2 separate regions of the Zea mays genome follow, and region 2 is linked to region 1. Evidence: chromatin contacts called from public Hi-C data. All regions are on one chromosome and are shown on one strand. Each heading gives the region's core, a stretch centred on a gene start, on an enhancer-like site or on the middle of the called end of the contact. The rest is flanking DNA. Distances are from core to core; before and after follow the strand shown. Region 1 holds the start of LOC100502484 (alpha/beta-Hydrolases superfamily protein). Region 2 holds the start of LOC100282381 (cysteine sulfinate desulfinase/cysteine desulfurase and related enzymes).

Region 1 (5,420 bases), core at 1,725-4,224:
TGGCCACCAGAGCCCTCGGCGGGCGCTCCGCGCCGCCACGGAGGCCGGCGTCGTCCGAGTCGAGCCGGAACAGCGCCGCGCCCTCGGGGAGAAACGGGTGCCGCGGCGACACGCTGCTGTCGGGCTGCAGGATGTACGTGGAGCCCATGGGCGTGTACAGCGCCTTGTGCGTGTTGAGGCACGGGTGGGTGCGGAGCACGCCGTTGAGGCGCTTGAGCAGCGCGATGGCGTGGCCCGGGTAGCGGCACGAGAAGGCCCTGGGCACGATGTCGCGGTGCATGGCCACGGACCGGACGTGCGCCTCGCCGACGCCCAGGGCCTCCAGGACGCGGTTCCCGCCGCAGAACACGGACGGCGCCCCGAACGTGACCACCGGGTGCAGCGCGTCGGGCGTCACCACGCCGCGCGCCAGCAGCATGAGGCTGACCAGCACCGCGAGGCTGCCGCCGAGCGAGTGGCCCGTGAGCCGCAGCCGCGGCGGCGCGCGCCCCGCGTGCGCCCGCAGGTGCGCCTCGATCTCCGGCATGACCTGCTCGTAGATGCCCTTGGCCGCCTCGTAGATGCCCCGGTGCACCAGCACGCCGGTGCCCTCGAACTCGGTGGGCTCGAACAGGAGGTTGGCCTGCCACGACGCCAGCGAGTCGGAGCCCTGGATGACGAGGCACCGCGTCCGCGCGTCCGCCTCGTCGCACACGAACCACTCGCACGGCGACGACAGCGGCGACCGCAGGTCGCGGGCCGCCTCCTGCCGCGCCTCGTCCTCGGCGGCCACCACCGCCGTCACCGTCGACGCGGCCATGTACGCGGCCACGCCCGAGTTGTACAGCCTGCCCTGACCCGCTGCCTGCTGCTGCTGCCGCGTCGGCGCGCCGAACGAGAGCAGGCCGCGCGCGCGCGCGTGGACGTAGGACGCGGCCGACGCCGCCACCTCGTAGGCCAGGTGCGACGACCGGATGGGCCGGCGCGGCTGTGGGCCGGAAGCCACCTCGTACGCCGGCGCGGTGCGCGGCCGCGTGGAGTCCGCGTCCAGCTTGGCGCTTATGATGCCGGCCTCCGCCTTCTTCTCCAGAGACGACGTCACGAACCGCAACCCGTAGTGCCTCTTCAGCTCCTCGACCTGAAACCAAACCAACGGGCACTCTTCAGAGATCAAATGCTCCTGGTACTTCGCATTTCATATCTGTCACGTATTACTACTGATCGGCTGCATTCACGATCTACTAAAAGTCTAAAACTAACAGGTTTTCCATCGAAAAATATCAGGAGTCAAGTAGCATGGTGCCATCACATCACGACGTTGTTTTTCAATAATGAATATAGACAATAATTTCGCCGCGATTTGCAGCTATATGGAACTTTCCAGCCAACTACCTGGAGGAAACAGCAGAAAACTACGTGCAGATTTCCTCCATAATAATTCTAGAAAACTACGCATCGATTCTTGAATACTAATGGTCACAACTCACGAGGACTAATAGGAAGCAATAGGCGCACACGTTGTTCTTGGTGGGGCTCGCCAGGGTGTACCTAATACTAATACATGTGTGCGCCAGGACAGATCGTTTCGACTTTCGAGCTAGCATGCTGCGAGGCGAATTAAAGCCAAGGTCCTACCTAAATGTGTCGCCGCGAAATTCTTTATTCGAGTGATCGAGTCAGGACAGATCGTTTCGAGCTAGCCCCACTAAATTCTTCCAAAAAAAAATCAAAAAAGGAAAATAAACAACAAGTGGCAGTGGGACCGCATTCACCTTCGGCCTCTGACGTACTGCAGAGAGCAGTTGGGCCACTGCACGTGGGCCCTGTCACACGCGGGGCCCACGCGTCAGTGGCTCCTCCCCACGTCAGAGGATCTCGTTCCCCTTCAGGACAGGCTAGGCCAGGCAGCGACGGCGTCCAGATCAGACGAGCCCCGAGCTAGGCGGCCATGGTTTATCATTGTGAATTTGTGATGCTATGCTATAGGTGTGTGTGGTCGCGCAAATGGCTCACCTTGATCTCGGGGATGACGTAGGCCATGTTACAGAGGAAGGCCAGCTGCGCGAACAGCCGCGCCTCTCCGAGCGGGGCCCGCGCCAGCAGCTTGGCGAAGGAGTCGCGGTCCCACCTGGCGTCCTCCTCCTCGCCGTCGTCCTCGTAGCTGACGCCGCACCCGCCGTCGTGGTGGTGGTCAGCGTCGAGGCGGTAGAGGTCCTCGTCGTCGTCGTCGTCGTCGTGGTCGAGGACGTCGCGCCAGGTCGGGTCGTGGAAGCGGGAGCGGACCTCCAGGAGGCGGTCGAGCCAGTGCGCCTCGGGCCTCCTGGCGGGCGGCATTTCCGGGCAGGGCTCCGGCGGGTCGGCGTCGTCGGCGACGGTGAGGAGGCGGGAGCCGTCGCCGCCGCCGTCGGGCAGCGGCGGCGGGCGCAGCGGCGCGGCGCCGAACTGGAACGGGAAGACGCCGATGGAGCGGCTGGTGGTGAGCGCGGCGCCCGCCGCGCCCCCGCGGCGGGGGCAGCGGAGGTGCGGCTCGGAGCGCGAGCGCCGGATGCCGGCGTGCATGGTCGCCGGCTCCCTCCTGGCCCCGCGGCGCCGCCCCGACGCCGCCGCCGCCGCGGCGCCCGCGGCAGCGACGGTAGCCACCATGTCCGCGTTGTGATCTTGGAGGCAGAGAAGAGAGGCGCGCGAGGAGAGAGGGGAGTTTAATTCGGCAGATGGCCCTCTGTCCTCCGCGCGGTGGAGATGTTGGGCGTTGGTGGTTAGCTTCTTGGTGGTGACCAGACCAGACCAGACCAGCAACAGAGACGGGCGGGTTTGGTTGGTCAGCCCGTGCGGTGTTGCAGGGCACGGCGCAATTCTGCAGCAAATGGCTATGCGGGCTTTAAAAAGCGCACGGTTTGGGAAGGGCAGCCCGGAGGTGGAAACCGAGGGTGGTGACGGGGCAAGAAGCCGGAGACGCCACGACAGCGTGAGGACCGGTGAAGACGTGAACAAATAGGCCAATGGATTTCGACACTTGTTCAGCCGCAGCAGCAGGCTATTTGAGACCAGATCGGAGGGGTATTTCCGGGAATACTGAACACTGGCATGGCACCTTACGCGAGCAGTAAAAAGTATACAGCGCTGCCTGCTGCTGCTGCACCTGCATGCGGGGGCGGGTCGAGGGTGGGCGGCGGAGACGGGAGGGAAAAAAGAATAAAAAATGGCAGCAGGTTCGTCCGGCATCGGTGTCTCCGCCGCCCGCAGGAGACGAAAAGAAAGAGGGGCGGAAGCAGCATGAGTGTCTTGCTTGGACGGAGTGAGCACTCTACGTCCCTTAGGAGGAGGCTAGGAGTATTATGGCTGTAAAAATAAATAAATAAATCGCTGGTAGTTACTCCAAACGCCCGTTCTTCTGTGTCTGTTACCACTACCGAACTTCCAGCTCGACCGACCTGTTCCATTTTCTTTCGCTCGGACAAAGACAAAGGCAAAGACCTTCAGCCGCATGCAATGCAACGCAGGAGCCTGACCTACCGAGCTTGCCCTCGCCGCAGCTTGTGCTTGTCTGAGACATTCTGATGAGACCGAGGGGCGAGGGCGAGGACAGGATACACGAAGCGGGTATCGGAGACGCCGTCCCTTGCGTGGACGCCAACGATGCGGAAACCTTGTTGCAGCCAAGTAAAAAAAAAAAAAACAAGCATTGCGACAGCGACCGATTCATCAACGACGACGGGTTATATATAGTTTTCTTCTTCTTCTTCTTCTTTTTCCCCCTTTTTATTAGCAAGAGGATGGAGTCGAGACCGGCCATTGGAGCGTCTCTCTAAAGATTAGCATTACGCAGTGCAAGGTTTGATCGACGAGTACATTGGAGCGAACTACTGCTATTGTTGTGTCTATATAGATCTCGCTGGTGATGGCGAGGAGAGCGATCTTGTGTGTGTGTGTGTGTGCAGAGTGCAGACGACGCCAGAGCCACAGCAGGTGTGGTAAGGTAGTAGAATGAAATGGATTGAATGGCGATATGAATGCTCATCAGTCATCATAAGGCTGGCACACCGAGTACCACCACGATCTGACGATGGACGGCGCGGTGTGTGTGCGCATGAGAACAGTTGCCACTCACATCACATGCTCATCACTCTGGTGTGTAGACGTGTACTCCTGCCAGCGGGCAGCGCTCTCTGCATCTGCACGCATTCACTCTCGATCGCTGCTCCGCGCTACGTACGTACGCAGGTACGCTGCCTGGCCTGGCTGCCTCTCCCTCCCTCGCTCCCTCCCGTCGGCACCACGGGGGCGGTGGCACATGTGCGACTGCATGCCTCGCACGGTGGCGGTCTGGCGGACGCTGGGGAGTCGAGACTCGAGAGTGCAGCCACACCGCAGGCAAGCATGGGTTGCCCTGTCCTCGCGTGGCTGCGGCGCCGCTCTGCGTGCCGCCACGTGCCAAGTGCTTGCCCTACGGTCAGCTCCTGCGCTGTGTATCAAGTTTTTTTTTTTTTTGAGTCTCGTCGACATGGTGTTGAGTTGCAGAATCTCTTATCAGTTAGTCGCATTTTACTGGTCCTTTATTGAAGTCCGCAGTCACAAAAAAAAAACTGAGCTGTTAAGCTTCCGTACCCTTCCTTGGATGGAATGGATGGTTGATTAGTGGTCAGATCCTGGCAACACAGCATTTGAGTCCGTCCGAGCCCGCACAAACAGGCCAGCAGCACACAAATATCGTGACACGGTTGACCATGACGCGCCCACCCCCACGACATACGCATGGCCCGTCGAGCTAGGGCCTCAGGCCTCTCACCAAGATTGACCAGGCGCGCGCACGCCTGGCAGAGTGGCAGTAACCTGCGTGCGTCTACCAATCCTTCCTAACATCTCACCAGTCCATCCTTTTCCTAACACTTTTTCACCCGTCACGGACCAGGCCATGAATTTCTCGATCGATTCTAGCGGATACTTCCTCTACAAAAGAGTCCTTTTCAGCTCACTTGTTCAAGCTAGAGACGAACAAGTGCCTTGGAACAGTCGTCGGCTCTTCCCCGACGATGATGACAAGCTGCTTTTGGTCTAAAAAGTGATTGCCAAACTGAGACAACAACAACAAAAAAACGACTTCAAGAGGCTGCTGCTTTGTAGTACCGGCTACGGACAGGGAAAAGGCTGCCCACTGCAGTGACGAAGAAAACGAGACGGGACTGAGTACAAAAAGGCAAGCCCGAGGACACAATTCCTGGGTCTGGGAGGGTCCAATAAAGTCAGTTCAATGAAGCTGGTATCGAGGAGACGCGCGCCAGCCGCCAGCTCCTCTAAAATGCAACGTCACTGCAGCGCCAACCCGGAAGAGTCAAAATTTACAGATTCGCTCGTTCATAATGGACGGTTCTCATGAACAGTGTAGCTACAGAAACCGACGCCAGAACGGTTGCCTACAGCTTGCCATGGATATGGATGAATGA
Region 2 (5,420 bases), core at 1,746-4,245, 610 kb after region 1:
CACAAGAGAAGCTGCAACCATTTAAAGCAACATCAGATATCTCTCTATGCAGACGATGTGATAATGTTCCTCAGGCCAGCACGTAATGACATTCTGCTCATATCTCAAATGATGAAATTTTTTGGGCATGCATCAGGTCTCCACACCAATCTGTCTAAAAGTTCAATTTGTCCTATCAATTGTTCTTCTGATGATCTGTTGTTGCTTTCTGAGTTATTGGAATGTGAAATCAAGGATTTTCCTTGTAAATATCTTGGGATATCTCTCACTCTCAGGAAGCCAACTAGATCTGACCTGCTACCTTTGATTGATAAGATAGCAGCCAATCTCCCAAAATGGAAGGCCTCTTTGTTAAATCGTGCCGGACGACTGGTGGTGGTGTGTCCTGTCCTTACAGCCATTCCTATGCATCTTATGGTGGCTTTGGACATTCCTAAGCGGGGAATAAGAGTTATTGATAAGCTTCAGCGTGGTTTCTTGTGGACCGGTCGTCAGAATGCTAATGGGGGTAATTGTCTTGTCTCTTGGGAGAAGGTACATCGGCCGCTGCGGTATGGAGGGCTTGGGATCCTCAACCTCCAATTTATGGGCTGGGCATTACGTACTCGCTGGTTATGGTTGCAGAAAACTGATCATGCTCGGCCCTGGGAAGGGCTACCGGTTCATGTGCCTCGTATGGCACATGCTCTTTTTGCTATGGCTGTGGTTACAGAGGTGGGGAATGGGGAGAATACTAAATTCTGGGATGATCGGTGGATTAATGGTTCTACAGTTGTTGAGCTAGCCCCTAATCTCATTCAGCTTATCCCTAAAAGGGCTAGGGGGGCAGCGCACTGTTTCGCAAGCTCTAAATAATAGAAGATGGATTTCTAATATCCGGGGAGCTCTCACAGTGCAGGTGTTAGTGGAGTATCTACGGATTTGGGGTTTGGTGGATGGGATTATTTAGCAGCCCTCACTGCCTGATCAGCACACTTGGAAGCTTTCCAATTCTGGGCAGTACTCAGCCAAGTCTGCTTACAATTCCTTCTTTATTAGATCTATTAAGTTCCCACCTTGGAAACAGATTTGGAAGTCTTGGGCCCCCCCTAAGCTGGCAATCAAGAACAGGTGCTGGACTGCCGAGAGATTACTTAAACATGGGCTGCCACATCATAGTGTTTGCCCCCTGTGTGATCAAGAGCAAGAGACCATTCAGCATATTATGTTGAAGTGTATTTTCTCCAGGGATACTTGGACAAGAATCCTGCTATGTGTTGGTCTGGTGGATTTGGCACCTAACCATGACGCCACTGGTTTTTCAGTGTGGTGGAGCAGAGCTGTAAGAAGGGTGCCTAAAGAGAAAAGGAAAGGGATCAATTCCCTAACTATTTTGGTAGTATGGTCTTTATGGAAACATAGGAATGCTTGTGTGTTCGATGGTCGGGATCCCAGTGTGTCGGTAATCTGTCAGGAGGTAGAAGCTGAGAGTAGGCTTTCGGTTATGGCTGGAGACAAGGTGCTCCAGGAGCTGCTCGGCAGGGCTTCTTAGCTGCATGCCTGAGCAGCTGGTAGGGTCGTGTTTTGTGTTGTTTAGGGAGTGAGTTGTAACCACTTGCTTTTGGGTTGAGGGCTTGAGGCGAGGTCTACCCCCTCTTGTTGTACCTTTATTCCTTTCTTAATGAAATGGCAGGCAGCCAGCGTTGTTCGAGAATAAAAAAAATTTAAAGCACAACCAAAATTCATTAGGTGGATTTATACATGTGCTATCCATTTTAAACCCAACTCTCCAGAGGCATTACGAAAATATTGAATAAAAGACAATAACAAACCTGACAATAATCCCAAGTATTGGATTCTGAATAAATGGGGTCAGGATGATTCCAATGGAGAATCAAACAGGAGCTCTACTTTATCCTCGGAGCTACATTGTTCACCTTTTGAGCCATGCTAGAGAAAAGCTATAGCACGATCACTTTTGACATGCAATGAGAGTAGCCACATAATATATGTGAAAAATGGTTAACTTTCTGTATGGTATTATTTTTATCATTTCCAGCCAGAAAGTTCCCTAACAACTGATGTCGGTATTGATCCCAAGCTGCTATGTGATTTAGCAGGCATAGCTCGCATGCAAGAAAGGTGTGAATTGGCACTGTCCAAACTTTAGGCACATGATCTAAGCAGCAGATACCAGCAACACAAGTAGGACTAACCATTACCATTGATCGCAAAAAAAAAAAAAAACAAATCAAAATTTGACTGCTTTTACGATAAGAATTTTGTGTGAACACTGGAAATTCGGTGACGCAGACAGATATGGCAATTTGATGTGACTACAAATCTTGGTTATTGCACATTGCTGATATTCAGCATGCGTGTAGGTTGGACTTGAAAAAACAAGAATAACTGTTAAATCCTTTGGCACACATGGAATTACGATAACAACCGATACCGATACATACTCAATTTGTGACCATATAGTCTGTCATCTATTGAATGATCTCTGAAGGTGTAATAATAAACATGACAAAATTGTCATCACAGTAGCAATGCAATCGAGAAACACTGAAACAGTTTAACAACAAAGCCAGAAAAAGAAAAGGTTCTAGTCCAACCCACGAATCATGCAGACCAAACAACAAATCAAGTTTATCTGTAGGAAGCAAGTACCCGGTTCAGAACACCCGGCGTCTGCCTCTTGGCCCCCAGAGCGCATCCCAGCACGGCGGCGCCGCGACACCGCGCGGCCGCGGAACAGGGCAAGAAGCCGCTAAGTCTGACGTGAGTTGGCGGCAGCGTCCTCAACGAGGGAAGACAGGCAACGGGCGGCGCGGCGCAAGAACCCGCCATCGTCATCCACTTTCAGGCGTCGATTCCAATCCACAAAGAGGAGGGACGGAGGGAAGCGCTTGAAGCGATGTGTGTGGCGGCGTACCCGGGACAGAACAAGGATGGCTGCGCTGCGCGGCGCGGCGCTGGTCATGTGGAAGGGGAGGAGGAGAACATTGCTAGGTGGGCTGAGACCTGGGGATGAGAGAGGAGAGAGGAGAGGAGACGGCACGGCACGGTACCAGTTGGGCTGAGGCCGCAACTTGGCTGGTTTGGTGGCTTCCTCTGGCGGCCTCGCTGGCTGCTGTGGTGCTGGTGCGCGGGTGGGGAGGAGATGGACTGGACGCCTTTGGATAACAGGTGGCGCACCATCTTTGCTTGCCTACTCTCTGCCGGCTGCCGCGGTATTCTACGTTTTTTATCGTGTACAGTACATGCTTGTTTGGTTTGGTGGAGCTAGTTTGTACATGAATTATCGAAGCGCTCTCATTATATCCAGCTCTGATCTAGGATTTTTTTATGCTAAAGTTCCAACTCATGAACCTGAATGAGTGATGCAAGCATACCTCAAAAACTTAAAAAAAATCGTCACTCCGTGTATTTTCGGTAAACCTATATTTTAGGGCATGTTTTTTTGAATTATAATTTGTCTAGATTATATAATCTAACTTATTTTAAACTAACTTAGAATATATTTATTTGGAATTTATAATCTTCCCAAATTATAGAATCTAACTTATTTTAAACTAACTCTTAATTCAAAATAAATTGAATTATATAATCTATGTAAATTATAATACCAAACAAACAACCTCTTAGACTAGTTTGGGAACAAGGGATTCCATTTTTTCCAAGGAAAAATGAACTAATTTCTCTTAAGAAAATGAAAATCCTTTGAAAAAAATATGGTTATTAAACTGGCTCTTAATTTAGAATAAGTTAGATTATATAATCTAGACAGATTATAATCTAAAAAGACAAATATTAAGTCATAGGATATGTCATCTACAAATAGAGATGTATTTTGTGAACGTAGTCCAAACAACAAATCATACCAAGTGTCGATGAACTAGGCACCAAAATAATGTGCACAGTTCAGTTTCTTGTTTAAGAAGGATTCTTCGGGCTTTTTGGTTTAGCTTTTCAACATGCTTTGGTTTTTATAAAAGCTAAAAATCAATAAAAAATAGTTGTCTCTTGACAAAAGTCACGACCAGAACTAATACAAATTTAAAAGCACATTTATCCCTATTTTCACCTACCTTTGACTTTTAACTATTCATGGAAATTACTCACATGTCATTGGTTATGAAAAATAGTAGCTTCTTTTTTTTTACTTTTCCCGTACACAAGACTACTTTCCATCCACGATAGCGGCGTGGCCTACCTGAGTGGCGGCGTGAATAGCCCCCATGTAGCCAGCTTTGGTGTGACATAAATGGTACGATTGGTACCGGCACGACTAAAGACGGCTCGTAATTTTATACCTATGAATCGGTTAAGGAGAAGAAAAGATGACCCAATGATAGAACGGGTACATGTACGTACTAATTAAATTTGTACCCGTGTATCCATGGTACAAAATACCGAAATATTATTTTCTAAAATTTTATTCTAGCTCAATGATTTGTCTTGGGCTCCTGACTCCTGAGCACAACTACATAGGCCTTAGGACACATGACAGCAGTAGATAGACAATCGATCAAAATAGTAAAGCAAATCCAAAACTCCAAGCTTTTGTGATGCCACTCTTCGCTAATGCGTAATTCAAGCGACCAAGTCACATAAAGGCACGTGTCACGCTCGCACTTGGAAGATGGAAGACGGAAGGTCGGACGTTGCTGCTCGATGCTCACCATTTGACAAAAAATAAAGTCGGGCAAACAAGTGTAGCTCCACCACTCTAGAGGGTACAGGTACCCTTCGGATATAGAATACCTGGCGGGTCCGGTTATGGATATGGAATTGTAGCCATGTACGGGTATGTGTATTGGAGCGAGAAGTATTTATTAGTCTAACGGGGTCGGGTCTGGAATAGCAAAATCCAGCGGGTCTTCATCTATTGCCATCTCTCGGCGTGACCTACACTGTCTACACTCTACATAATGAAGGAGGAGGAGCTGACGAGCAAGGTTCACTTATGAGTGAGAGAGGGAAATATTTGAGTAGTGAGAAATGTGGATGACATATATTGTCCATTTACAAGATTTTTTTCAAAAGCTAATGGCTACTTTAGAATGCAGCATTTTTCAAGCATAGGGACAAGAAAAGTGTAGAATTATAGTTGCATGACACTTGCAATTCCATAGGAAATTTCTAGAAATCCTCCAAATTCTCACTACAATGGTCCATTTCATAGAAATTTTATAGGATTTTGTAAGAATTCAATCCTTTGTTTCAAAGGACCGAAAATTTTATATAGGATTTCAATCCTTCAAATTTTCTTCACTTTTCCTTTGTTCCAAATGAGGCCTAAACCTGTTCAGCTAAACGACTTTTAGGACCCCTTTGACATGGCTCTTTGGGCAACTCCGTCTTTGGCAGTTCCAAATGAGCTGGAACTGTTTTCAAAGGAATATGAGTCCTACCAAATGGGTCATTAATATTTT

The links. A called contact is a pair of places that touch in the nucleus more often than the background predicts.
Region 2: a contact with region 1 is called in a Hi-C map of ear, with 2.2 times the contacts expected there. The contact joins the promoter of LOC100282381 here to the promoter of LOC100502484 in region 1. A contact is called at or near these places in 2 of 25 Hi-C or Micro-C datasets (ear and tassel).

The regions. Positions count from the first base shown.
Region 1 is chr3:223,718,668-223,724,087 of Zm-B73-REFERENCE-NAM-5.0, forward strand. It overlaps LOC100502484 (alpha/beta-Hydrolases superfamily protein), which reads right to left and starts at 2,975. Exons shown (of 2, transcript NM_001196962.2): 1 at 1,993-2,975; 2 at 1-1,117. The coding sequence starts at 2,622.
Region 2 is chr3:224,323,906-224,329,325 of Zm-B73-REFERENCE-NAM-5.0, forward strand. LOC100282381 (cysteine sulfinate desulfinase/cysteine desulfurase and related enzymes) reads right to left here and starts at 2,996. Exons shown (of 6, transcript NM_001368949.1): 1 at 2,653-2,996. The coding sequence starts at 2,838.